Regions from separate parts of the Rattus norvegicus genome. Here region 1 is linked to region 2. A link is a contact called in public Hi-C data. All regions are on one chromosome and are shown on one strand. The core of a region is the stretch at or near the end of the contact, and the rest is flanking DNA. Distances in the headings are between cores, read along the strand shown. Region 1 overlaps Galnt14 (polypeptide N-acetylgalactosaminyltransferase 14). Region 2 holds the start of Galnt14 (polypeptide N-acetylgalactosaminyltransferase 14).

Region 1 (6,773 bases), core at 718-3,217, 150 kb after region 2:
AAGAGTGTGTGCAAGCGCCGACTTAGGAGCGGAATCGGGTTGGAAGCTATTTCCAGAAACATGACACCTTCCTGCTTTGCAGTCTCTTCCTCCCACCCCCAACGCCCTCAATTAATCTTTACCTCCACAAACTCCCCTTCCTAGCCTGACTCAAGGGCCCTCAAGAACCATTAGCACCATCCTTTATTAGCACCACCTGTTTCCTCCAGTCAGCCTTCCTTACTTCTTCCTCAGCATGGAGATCATCAGGCCTCTCCTGGCCTGATGTACTAGCATCTCTTGGTCAGATGTTTGGTCAATTGTCAGACCTTCTTTTACACTGGAAACACAGACTGTGTTAGCACAATGGTCCTCTCAGCATCAGGACTATTTGCTGCTGAGCAGGGCATGACTTGTGGGTGGCAGTTTAGCATATTGTATGTAGTCACTTGTCTGATGTGTCACCTAGAATAGGGACCCAGAACCTTCACACTTCTCATCTTTAACACCTACAAGTTGCCACACGACAGTCTCCTCCCCTGCCTCCAGTACTTTAAAGAATCATTGGTTTGTGGTGTATGAAGCATACAGCCCTAATGCTTGGGTGCTAGTAGGTTACTTGAAGAAATCATAAGGGTGCTAGGACTAGGGCCAAGGTAACCGGACTATTCCTATATAAAAGGATGTATGATCCAGGATGTCCTCCATGTAAAGCTACGTGTGTCTTGTATTTATGTAATAGTTTACATCTCTTGCAATGTCCTCTTTGGTCTTGGGTGAAGGGACCATTTCAGGGAAGGAAGCTGAGGCTCAGGCAAGGGACCTGAAACACTAAAGGCAAGGCTAGATTTTCAAACCCTTGAGAATTTGGGAAAACATATTTCTTCTATCTGGTCCTTGGATGAGTCGCAGAAACTTCTCGAGACTCTACTTCTTCATCCATAGAATGGGAATAATGATGATCTTCTCCCTGCTCTGTAGTGGTAGAAGAAAACATGGTAGGCTCAGAGGAGGAGAGGTGATGGCGGATGCAAGATAAGCATGGAAGGACACTGGCTTAGGACTTTCTCCCACCCTCGTTACTTGGGGTGTTTCTCTTGCTCTATGTGCATTGTGCTGAGCTCAGCTCAAGAATGGTTTGGTATAGAGCATGCTGACAGGAAGTCCTTGGAGAGCTCTGGACTCCTACCACTGAGCATTCCACTTGAATGTCAAACTGACTTTAAAAGCTGGAAAGCAGCAAAGCAGTGGGGAGGCATTCGCAGCAGTTCATCTGGTGGAGTTTATACTTAAAAGATGCTAAGGAGAGAAGCCAAGGCCAGAAGAAGAAGTGATTTAGGGCTCAGGGCCAGCAAGTATAAAATGTGTTTGACAAGAGATGAAAAGAGCAGGAGAGGAGACGACAGCTGTGGGTGGGAGACGCTGGAGAGAGGAGGTCCAAGCCCAGCATGGTGACAGACAGTGGAATGGCACAGGGGGAGCCACACGTGAGGCCTGAGGTGGCGGCTAGAAAGCCAGATGAACATTTGTGTAAGGAGGAGTCTTTGGTGCTGGGCCAGCCAGGTCCCTCTATGCTAGTTAGAAGGAAGATCTGTAAATGTGAAGGTGGGTATCTTGGGTATCTTTGGGAACACAAAAAGAAGCCCTTATATTGATGGAGGCTCTATCACAAACAAGCTGCTCTTGCTTTCTTACCTTACCTGCTCCAGAAATAAACCTGCAGTTGGCCAGAGTAGCCACACTGTCACTTCCTCTTGCCCCCAGTCCCTCAGCCTGAGTCTCCTTCATTGGTCATTCACACACTTTCCTGAGCCTGCCTGGGTCATCTCTCCAGACAGAGAACACAGTGTCTCTTGGCTCTCAGATCTGCTCCCTGCTAGGTTAAATCCTTCTGTTCACCGTTTGAGCTGAGTCAGACACCCTGGTCACGCTCTTCTTTTGCTCTATGTTTTGCCAGTCCACTTTCTAGAGATCTCCAAGTCTCTGTGCACTCTGCTCAGCTCTGTGCCTCATGCCTCCCGCTCAGGTGACATAGCAACCCCAGCCACCCAACTGGCTTAGCCCTGAGTGGCACCCATTCAAGATCACACCCCCACAGTCTAGAGCTATCCAAAGGCAGACTAATGGTGCCTCCCTCCTCTGACACTCTTTTCTGACAGTGTGCATGTCTTTCCCCACAGCCTTGCAAAAGGCAGGCCAGAGCTCATCTTCTCATCATCTTCTCTCTGTTCAGGACACTCCTTCATCTCTCAGTAATTCAGTGTGTCTCTCTCTGGGATAATCTCAGCCTAAGTCCAGCATCTTCCACACACTCACGTCCATGTCTGAAAAAGAAAACTATCCCCCTAAAATTGTAAGAATCTCTCCCCTTTCTGTCTCTTACCCAAGCTTTGAGAGACATGTATCAGGGGTGCTGACCTCTTTTTGTATCTCAGAGTCCAGTGCAGTCCCTGGCTGTCATTCCTTGTCCACCAGAATCAGCACTATGAACAGAGACTCAAGGTGTGCCTTAAATCCATTTCCAAACTCTCTATTGAAAACAATGTCTGGGAGTGCAGGGGTGGGAAGGAATCCTCAGAACAGAATGATAAAATCAAATCATGGGAAATTTAAAGCTGCCTTCACTCCACAAAGGATTCTCGTGTTCACTCATAAATCCGGGACCATAATCGGCAAGCACTTATTGGTCATACTGCTCCCCTGGCATGTGCCAGGCACCTTATATATGTGCTCTCGGCTAAGCCTCACAACTTTACTATGATCCTAGTTTTAGAGATGAGTAAATTGACTCTGGCAGCTAGAGTAACTTGCCTGCAAGGAATATAAAAATGTAGGAAAGTGGCCCTGCCCATAGGTCGTCAGAGTCTCCCTGCAGAGATGGACAGCTTTGTGGACACACTCAGGTCATCCGATGTGTGTTGGAGGAAGGTCTTTAGACCAAGGGATACACAGTATCTGCAACTAAGCACCTGGGAAAGGGGGTGGTGAAAGGACAGAGGAGATGTCTAGAAAATGTCAGTAGGGCATAACCAAGGGAGAAGGGTGAGCTGGTTTAGTGAGGACAGAAGGTTCCTATGAGGGAGCTGTTAAAAGGGGGAAGTGTTTGAGGGCATGTGACTGCAAGTAGAGAGTCATCAGGAATGATATATGACAGAGCTGGGACACAGGTCAGACATGGGAGGGCAAAAAAGAAGGGGTAGAGACAGATTTGGGGAGGGGTTCACTCAGAGGGTATTAACTTAGGAAAGTGGAGAAGCCTTTGTTTTTTGTTACCTGACCCCTAAGAGCTTTTCCAAGGGAAACATTATCAAGAGTCTCTGGAGAAGAGATACTGGACACTTGGCCCTCAAGAGAAGCATACCTGAACCCAAGAGCCTGAGTCTGGCCTTTCCTTAGTGCCACAGGCATAGTTCTGATCTCAGCTGCTCCCTTGTAAGGAACTTTCTCCTCTTGAGCAAAGGAAGGCCAGAGTTGGGAAGTCTGGGAAATGTGTGCAAGCATCAGGAAACAGGAAGAGGACACATTCTTTAGCCCATGGTTTTCTGACTTTTCTAAAACATTCTAGCATGCAGTCTTCAAAACACAAAATGTAGACAAAGGCTAATATTAAATAAGACTTGAATCAATGTCTTAGGGTTTCTATTGCCGTGATGACATACCAAAACTTACCAAAAAGCAAGTTGGAGATGAAAGGATGTATTTAGCTTATACTCCCACAGCACTGTTATCATTGAAGGAAGCCAGGACAGGAACTCAAACATGGCAGGGTCTTGGAGGCAGAAGCTGACGGAGAGACCATGGAAGGGTGTTGCTTACTGGCTTGCTCCTCATGGCTTCCTCAGTTTTCCTATAGAACTCAGGACCAATAACCCAGGGATGGCACTACCCACCATGGGCTGGGCCCTCCTCCATCAATCACTACATAAGAAATTACCTTACATGGGGTTGGGGATTTAGCTCAGTGGTAGAGCGCTTGCCTAGCGAGCGCAAGGCCCTGGGTTTGGTCCCCAGCTCCGAGAAAAAAAAAAAAAAAAAAAAAGAAATTACCTTACAGCTGGATCTTATGGAGGCATTTTCTCACTTGAGGCTCCTTCTTCTCTGATGACTCTAGCGTGTGTCAAGTTGACATAAAACCAACCAGAACAATTGGTGAGTTGTACATCCCTCAAGGGTATGGGAACAAGATGGGTGAGGCACTGGGCTGGGAGCAAGAATGTCTGGTTTTAGACAAGTGTCTGCTGCTCGCTGTCTCCTCTATGGTGAGAGAGGAGGGATGCACCATCTACCCGGGGAATCACTGTGCACATTTAGAGGTCTGTGAAGAGTACCTGAGACAGAGCGAGCATTTGGTAAGCATATCTATTATTACTATTGTGTCATGTGACTCCAGCAGGGCTAAAATAAGACATAAAGGCACCCTGCTCCCAGACACCGAAGATCTTTTTCAGGAAACACTCAAAAATAAGTCTTGGCCTATCCCCAACACTTTCTGGTCCCAAGAAGAAGCTTCTGCATTTATAGAACTTTTGGAGAGCACTCTCCTTCACACACACACACACACGCACACACACACACACACACACACACACACACACACACACACGCACACACACACACCTGCCATCTGGGCAGTATTGGTGCTAATTGACCTAGGTCCTAGTACCAAAGGGAACCCTCTTCACAGTGTATGCAAGCTGAGAAAGAACAATCCCCTCATTCAGCCACCAGCTGGCCTCTGTCTTTGGTTCGCTTTTGAGTGTCTGCTCAGCATAAAAGACCTACATTGGTTCACCAAATGAGCCTGGTGCACAGTGGAGCAATGGCCATTTCTTGAGGTCTAACTCAAAAGGAGGAACCCATGTTCTTTAGGGTAAGTGGGTATTCTGAGCCCCTATTGCACTTGTCTGTACATGACACAGAGATGCCCCAAGGAGTTGGACTGGTGCTGGAGATTTAAAAAGTCCTTACAGAGGAATTGCCACAGCACTAAGAACAGAGGGGTGTGTGCTGGTCCCAAGAGCAGCAGGCATCCTGCCTTCCACATCAGTATGTGTGTTTTTGGCAGAGGGTGGGCAGACAAAGGCGAATCATGATCTAATGTGATGGATCATTAAACTGTGCATTCAGATGCCAGTTGGTAAATTAGTCCAAGTCTGACTTGAAGAGCTAATGGAGAATGGAGACAGCAAGGGAGATCTCATGAAGGCGATCAATTTATTTCCAGTAGTCTATCAATTATTTTCAGAGTGTGGCCTTTTCTGGTATTTTGACACTGTCTTAATTTTGCCTCTAGTGCCCTCAGCACCAACATCTTCTATATCCTACTAGGATAGCCCATTAAACCTCACTTAAAGCATCCCACTGCTTCTCAAAATCAGCATTCCTCCAAACAAATATATAGTCAGGCCTATCACAGCAATATCCCAGCCCTGATACCAACTTCTGTCTTAGTTTGGGTTTTATTGCTGTAAAGAAACAACATGACCAAGGAAATTCTTCTACATAAAACATATAATTGGGGCTAGCTAACAGTTTCAGAGCTTCAGTCTGTTATCACCATGACAGGAAGCTGGGCAGCATGCAGGCAAACATGGAGCTGGAGGAGCCAAGAGTTCTACATCTTGATTCATAAGCAGCAGAAGGAGACTGTATTGTTCAGGGATCCAGGAGGGGACTGGATCGCACTGACTTGACTTCATATGACTTGAGCATATATGTAAGACCCTGAAGTCCAAACTCCATGGTGACACACTTCCTCTAACAAGGCTACACCTCCTCCAATAAGGCTATACCTCCTAATAGTGCCACTTCCCAAGGGTGAATCATATTCAAACCATCACAGACACCATTTCTCTTATAAAATGATGATGGTAGATGATGGAAATATATATATATATATGTATATATTTGTGTATATATACACACATGCATAGAGATTATATATATGCAAATCAATGACAGACAGGAGGACAGTGTTCAATATGAATAGATATACAATTTAAATTTTTTTCTAGAGTCATTTGTTGAACAAAATAAAGGAAGAAAGTGAAATTAACTTCAACAATGTATTTTATTTACCCCCAAATGTCAAGTAGTATCATTTCAACATCTTATTTATATAAAAGCAAGCTATCAAAAGAGTTGACATTCTTTTTTTCTTTGAAATCCTGGATAGATTTTATGCTTGTAGCTAATTTCTATTCAGTCTAGGCACAGTTCACCTCCTCAGTGGCTGCCATATTGGGTGGACCATTTCTAGAAGACTGTGAACCATAGCCCAGTGAGATTCAATCTCTCCCATGAGGAAGAATTGTTCATCTTTCCTGAGACTTTGGCAAATGTGAACACCTTGCCTTTTAAACCAGGCTGAGTATTTCCTACATGATATCAATGGAAACAAAAAGAGCAATGGAAACCCAACCAGGTATTATCCCAGATGCTCTTGCAGAAGCACCATGGCCCAACATCTCCTTACTTCACAGGGGCCTTGTGTGCTAACCTGTGACTCTTCTTTAGTTTTTATGGCTTACTTGGCCTCGTCTTCCTGACTTTGGCCCTCTTTCCCTGTTATTGACATCATCCATAGGTGAATGACATTTTCCTCTGTAGCCCCCTGGGCACCTTTTCTCCAGCCGCTTTACTTGTTCATATAGTCATTCTTCAGGCCTGGGTTGTTTTGACCTACTGTGTTCAGTCATCATGCTAGGGGCAGAGTTATGACTATAGGTAAGCCTTTGTTTACACTGCCACTATAGTCAGTAGAGAAGACAGAAAAGTGACTTCACAATGCTTGG
Region 2 (6,828 bases), core at 3,214-5,713:
CCCCATTAGCTATTTTGGATTAAAGATTTTTTTCTTTTGTGTTTTTTTTTTTTCTTCACTAAGCTGAGTCACTCCTTCACACGCTAAAACATTGCGTTTTCCATGCAAAGCATGGAGGGAGGGGCTGCCACCACAGATGATCAAACCAGTTTCTACAACTAGCTAAGACCTATCATTGTAGCGGTAGTAAATTTCACACTTGGCATTTGGATAAGGAACAAAGAAAGTTTGGGGGCCATTTCAAAATAATGAAAAAGCAGGCTTTTGAAATGCAAAAATCTAAATCTCTTTCAAGGAAGCAAATTACACAGTAGTGCATAGGAAAATAAAAAAAAAAAGATGAAGGGAAGGGCTGAGGTATTGGGAGCATAAAGTAAAAATGTTTAATAGGTAAAGATCCAGAGAGGTGACCGTTAGATGCCGACCCTTAGATAGAGCCACACGTGTACTCATCAAAGATGAGAGGGAAAACTGTCTTTATTCCTTTGACAAAGATATACCAATGTGGCAGAGAGGGCGGGCATGGGCTTTCTAATAGCCTGTTCTCCTGTTCTACTCAGCCCAGATGATGCCATAGCTCACTGCAGAAAGAGCCCTGGTAGGAGACCCAGGACATGTGATTTTTGACAGGCTTTGTGGTAGCAAGAAGAAACAAGAACGCAGAGGCAGAGGGGGCTGATGTATTATTTACAGCTAAACTTGAATAGGGCCCACTGCAGGGGTTAGCTCAAAGACTGTGCCCATGGGGCTGTGGAATTAAGACAGGCATCTCTGAATTCACCCTATCACCTTTTCTTCTTCCTTTCTTCCCTTTTTCGCTGCTGCTGGGGGAACCCTGCCAGGGCTGGAGCAGCATGCAAGCCTCTCATCTTACTGTGCTCCCATCTGCCTGGCCTCTGTTCAGCTTTTCCCCTGGCCCAGAAGAGGTGAAGGCCTCCACAGAAAACTGCCTAGCCCCAGTAGGTCAAAATCTGTGAGGCTGACATCAGGGGCACCTCACAGGGGGTGGCAGGTTGGGTAGGAATGCAGATGGCAAGATATGAGTATAGCCACTCCTGAGAGAACACACACCTTCACACCTCCCATGAACTCAGGGTGGGCAGGGAGGAGGGATTTGAGGAACAAAGGCTTCTGCCCCTGCAGTGAGCCCAAGGAGAGTGACAGGCGGACAGTGCAAGGAACCGCAAGCAAAGTGTGAAAACCCACAGCAAACGCCGCCAGAGAGCATATGCATCGGACTTCACAGCTTCCTCCTGTTTCCAGCTTACATTTGCTCCATATGCTGCTTTACACAGCTTTCCGGGGCCGTAATGGGTTTTATTCCATAGTTTTTATACTAACACGGATGACTCACATCTGCTCCAGTACCCAATTTGCTCTCTAATGTCTTCGCCTGTGAGGAGAGAACAGCTTACACAGAACTTCACAATGACAGCAGTGGCACACAGAGTCCGAATTTGGGGACAAAAGATGGCTAGACCCTTCCATGCCTGAGCCAAGAGGTTTTCTGTAAGAATGTCACACCACACAGGGGCAAATTGGAGCCCAGAGATATGAATCAGTTGAAGAATCGTGACCAGGAGGTAGGCTCCATTTAGGCAGGAAGAGACTCCTAATTCAGAGCAGATTATTATTATTTTTTAATTTTTTCTACCAAAATTGCTCAGAGATTTTTCTCCCTGTATTGACTGTGATGAGAAAGAAGTAGTTTGTGTTAGTCACCAATGTCATAGCTAATGCACCCTGTGGGGATCACTAGAGCTCTGTGCTACTTAGGCTGAAGTGTGTGTGTGTGTGTGTGTGTGTGTGTGTGTGTGTGTGTGTGTGTTTTCTCATGTGAGTGTATGTGCACATGCATGTGGAGACCATAGGATAACCTTGGATAAGTGTCATCCATCTTGGGTTTTTGAGACACAGTCTCTCACTGGTCTGGAACTTACCAAGCAGACTAGGATAGCCGGCCAGTGAACTTACAATGACCTATCTGTGTCTGCCTCCTCTGCTGTGGGTTTACAAGAATACGTTTTTCCCCCCTTCTCTTCTTTAAGTGAGTTTTGGGAATGGGACTCAGACTCTTGTGCTTGCAAAGCAACCACTGTACAGTCTGAGCCATCGTCACACCCCTAACTCGGTTATTAAAGAACTTTAAATATCTGTCCAAACTTGGGGACTCTGGATACATTGGATCTCGAGGGGGACTGCAGTGCTGGGACCTGCCTAGAGACTGATCTGGCTTCCAAAATTTTGAAGACTCCCCTGTAATATCTTTCCGTTGTAATGGCACTCACTGGCCTGATAGCCTAGATCAACATGTCCTACAGTTGTCCAACGGCACCTAGCAAAACTGGAGTCTTTAGAAATCTCCCGAGGCTCAGGTACTCTTCCCCATGTGAGAGAAAGACAAAATAGTGTGATTCAAAAGCAAGAATTTTAGGAGAAAACCTTCGTTCTCATCAGCGTTACGCACTCTCCCGCGGAGCTGTCTCACCCCAGGGCCTTGGTTTCCCCGTATGCCAAACAGCCTGAGTGAAGCAGGCGTGTGAGGCTGCACCATCTCAAGAGCTTGGCGGTGGTGTTGTGTAACTGTCTGCCATCTGTTACTCAGATGCGGCCCCACAAAGCGCTGAGCAATGGACTCCGCCGCTGCAGCTCCTGCCTGGAGCTCTCAGTGACACTACAGCTTGCTTGGGAGGTCCTCGCTGCAGGGCTGACACAGAACACTTTGCAGGCCCAGGACTGGGACTCGAGGGTGAGGCTCTTGGAAGAGATCCAGGGAGTTCGGAATACTGCAGGAGTGGGTGCTCTCGCTACTCTCCATCGCTCCCTGGACAATTATTTACCCAGGCCTTTGCCTGCCTGAACAACACCTGGGGAGAGTGGACCCAACATTCCAGAAGCCACGGGTCCAAGAGAGACAAGTGTGGGACGTCAGCAGGGGGTCTGGGTGGTGCTCAGCTGCATCTCATAGGCTGGCAAGCTTTTTCTGGCTGACTGAGTCCAGCCCCAAACTCCTTACCTACATCCCCGCTCCAGTACTCTACAGGGCGTTTGCCTCATGGATGAAAGACAAGATATCAAACACAGGAGGTTTGGTGGGGGCGCCTCTGTTTCTGAGCACGCGTCTTGAGGGCTTCATGACACCGGAGGAGGAATTCTGGAGAACTGATTGACACCTTTCTCACCTGCATTTGGGTGTGGGCGCTGTCCCTATACTAAACCCTAGCTCTGTGAGTGAAAATGGCAGGGAGCAAGCGTCTGAGTCACTTACCCTGTCCTCACCTGGAGAAACTTGGAGGTAGCATCCCTCTAACTAAAATGACAGGGTTCCAGTGGCCACTGCTCGGCAGACTTCACAAAAACTTAAACCTTTTCTCTTTGAACTCTGAGGTAATTCAGTGTTAATGTACATAGGCTAAGTTAGGAACCACGTCTCCCTCTTCTACAGTTATGGTTAGAATTTCATCCATCCTATCTGAGGCCTATGTGGAAACTGGAGTCAGATTTGCCCCAGTCTCTAAATCCAAGTGACTTCAGTCTGTATCTGAAAGATATATTGCTTAAAAGCATCTGGGAAAGGCATTTTGGAAGATACTTTCCTGAGTGGTCGCACTCCCAGGACCACTTTTCTCACAGCTTCCCATAGTGGTGCTGACTTTAGACCCTTTTTTGTGACAAGCCCCGATATTTTACAAGAAAAGAACACCCCTCAGGGATTGAATTGTGCCTTAGTTTTTTTAAAAGGACATCTTCCAAGTTAAATTTAGATCGGCTCAGTTTTCCATTAAGAGAAAGTTACCAGGCACCTGCTCAAAGGCAAAGAAATACCTTGGGGGAGATGGCTGAACTCGACCTTGGCCCTGAAATGGTCAAGCAAGTAAGCCTGAACTTCAGACAGCATCTGGGTCAACCCCACTATCCAGTGATGGCTCCAGGTTAGCGGACCCTACCGTGAGCACCACGTGCAGCGCCCCACAGCAAACAGAAACTCCTCCCAGTCAGTGCCTCACCTGGCGCGGGTTGGTCCTTAAGTATCAGCTTGTGGCTGTTGTAGCCAGTATCCTCCTCGTAACTCATCCCCGCCCAACCCCTCCCAGCACAACCCTAGCCCGGGATGGTCCCAGAGCTGCATCCCAGGTCCCTGAACCGCACGGTGCTCCTCGGTCGGCGGGAGGCGGTAGCGCCCCCGCTCAGAACCGGGTTCGCTCCCGCCCCACTCTCCTTCGGAGTCAGTCTGTCTGTCGAGCCCGCCCTCCCTCCGCGCTCCCTCCTCCTCGTGCTCCTCCGGGGGTGCCGGGCACAGCCTCGGATTCCACCTTCGCGGCTGCTCGAGTCAGTTTCCCTCGCGGCGGCGGCGGGCAAAGGCAGCCGCGGCGCGCAGCAGCATCTCGGCGGCCGCCGCGGCTCTCAGATTGGAGCCGGCGCCGGGCTGAGCTGCCCCTGGTCCCTTCCCGGTCGCGTCTCTAGTCTCCAGCACCCCTCGCCGCTCCGTCCCCGGCTGTGGCTTCCCTCCGAAGCCGGCGGGGCAGGATCCCGCCATTCAGCATCCGGATCCCAGGAGCAACGTTTCCCCTAGAGCGAGGCGCTCGGCGACTCGTGCCCCGCCACCCCTGACCGCCGGGGGGTGCCCCAGGGACGCGTCGCCACCAAGAGAAGCAGGCAGAGGGGACCATGCGGCGGCTGACTCGCCGCTTGGCGCTGCCCATCTTTGGGGTGCTTTGGATCACCGTGCTGCTGTTCTTCTGGGTCACCAAGAGGAAGTTGGAGGTGCCGCTGGGACCCGAAGTGCAGACCCCCAAGGTATGCCGTTTCGTGGCGCTCAGGGCTCCGGACACTAGCCTGTGGGAGGGTGCGTGGTCCACGCACTGGGTTTGAGGGTTCCAAGTCAGGGGCTCCGGGTGCCGCGAGCAGGTAACAGGCGCGGGATGCGGCCATAGGGAGGTGCTTGAGGAATTTAAGAAGCTTGGGGCGTCTCCGTATCTTTGGCGTGTGTAAGTGGCAGTGGGCGTGGGTGGTGGGCGCGCGCTCGCAGGCAGAACAGGGCTCCTAACTTAACTAGCAGTCCGGTGGCCAAGGGGGCGCTGCGGACTAGCCACTCTGGGACTGACTGTTGGTGGGTGCCGCTAGAGGGTCACTGGAGGTTGCTGGTGAGCGATGCTGGCACCCAGGAGAAGTCTGGTGGATGTGAAGACCTCCTTCCTTTTGCTGTCAGGCCTCAGAGGAGGAGGCTGATGACCCTGGTGCGGTGCGCACGCGAGCAACACTGGCGAGGCCACTGGAGGCCTCCTCGCGGGTGCCTTCCCTACCCACCTGGTCTGGCTTGGTGCCACCCCATTCGCTGAGTTGGAAGTTGATTGCGCTCAGAATACCACGGAGGAGCCCATAAGAACAGAAACCTTCCTACTGGCAGGGAGTTGGGGAAATGGGAATCCAAGTGGCTTTTCTAACTCTTGTCCAGTCAGTGCAGCCAGAGGGGTAGAAGGTTCCCCCTACTGGCTCTCTCTTGAGATTCAGAGCCCCTGCCTTTCTTTTCCACAGCCTTGTGCAAACAGAGCGAGGCCTCTGGGGATTTGCTGACAGCTAAACATTTATGAGCCCAGGGCAGCCTCTAGAAGTGGGAGAAGGCCTTGGAGGGGCCTGTGGTGGGAAGGAGGAAGGCTGATGAACATCACTGTGTTGAACGAGAGTGGATCTCACTGATAAGTACAGTCGGGGGGGGGGGCTACTGTGTGCTGAGTGCATAGTGGGTGCTTTCTTCATAAGTCGTTGTTGAATATCGTTCTTATTTCATAGGTGGGGAAACAGGACAAGAGTCTTTAATTAACTCGCCCTAGAACATACTGGATTTGAACTCAGACCTCCACAGAATTTTCCCACTTGGATCCAGAATAGTCTTTTGAAACAAAGTACACTGGCAATGTCTTTTGGAATCTTGCCAATGTTAGTTGATCACACAGTAAGTGTTTAGTTAGTACCCATGTAACTAGGCTATGTGCTAGGTGCCAATGAGATGCAGAGAGACAGGATTTGCTCCTAGGTGGAGCGTGGTTTTGCTCATCAGTGGTCCAGGACATGCAGGATTGACAGTCAAGTGGGTTCGCTGCACTGGGTGTCATGGGAGACTGGGGACTCCTGGAGGAGGATACAATAGGTGAGTGGAGAAGGATGGACCAGTGGCCCGTAGGCAGAGCACATCCTAAATAGGAAATAAATCAGGTTTGAAGGAACAGGGCATCTTGAAGCCTGGGGAGGTCAGAGGAATGAGACAGGGCAGTGTGTATGGGTCTCGTCAGGAAGGACCATGGACCTTGGAGATGGTTAAGCAGAGTAGTGATGCAGTGGATGGGTACGAGCTTCAGTCAGCCTTTGTAGTACAGGATCAATTTTCTCAACGACAACACAGACCCTGACCACGAATCTGTGGGGCTTTTTCTTCTTTTTCCCTAGGTGGTTCTGCTCTGTGTGCTGCAGTTAATGATGCCTGCAGGGACATGAACTTTCTCTGTTTTGTGCTGAATCTCATTACCTTAAGCTGACTTATTCTTAGTCTTGCCCCAGGGATATGGAGCAAGAGCTCTTTTCCCTTTGGGGTGGACTTTGTCTTTACTCCTCTCCGTCTTCTTATGCTGCTCTGTGTTCAATGCGTAGTGACAACAGCCAGCCAGGTGCCCGGCACTGTGCTAGGCTTGGGTGCTGCTCTGAGGGGTCTGTCCTGCCTGTTTGGAGAGTGTAGGGTAAACTCTGGGGAGTTCCTTGCTGATGTGGAATCATAAGCAAATGATAGTCCCATATCAGGAGTTTGTCTAAAAGTCTGTTCTTTGTCTCAACATT

The links. Hi-C and Micro-C count contacts between places; a contact is called where the count stands out from the background.
Region 1: a Hi-C map of frontal cortex shows a contact between it and region 2, with 2.5 times the contacts expected there. The contact joins the enhancer-like site here to the promoter of Galnt14 in region 2. A contact is called at or near these places in 5 of 12 Hi-C or Micro-C datasets (frontal cortex, kidney, liver and 2 more).

What each region holds. Positions count from the first base shown.
Region 1 is chr6:27,651,569-27,658,341 of GRCr8, forward strand. All of the region lies in intron 2 of Galnt14 (polypeptide N-acetylgalactosaminyltransferase 14), which reads left to right. Among named protein-coding and RNA genes, the nearest start is that of Galnt14, 150 kb to the left of the region's middle. Within about 2 kb of position 1,968, at least 2 of the 93 cell types and tissues checked have an H3K27ac peak or open chromatin away from gene starts, as enhancers often do.
Region 2 is chr6:27,503,415-27,510,242 of GRCr8, forward strand. Galnt14 (polypeptide N-acetylgalactosaminyltransferase 14) reads left to right here and starts at 4,464. Exons shown (of 15, transcript NM_001012109.1): 1 at 4,464-4,797. The coding sequence starts at 4,669.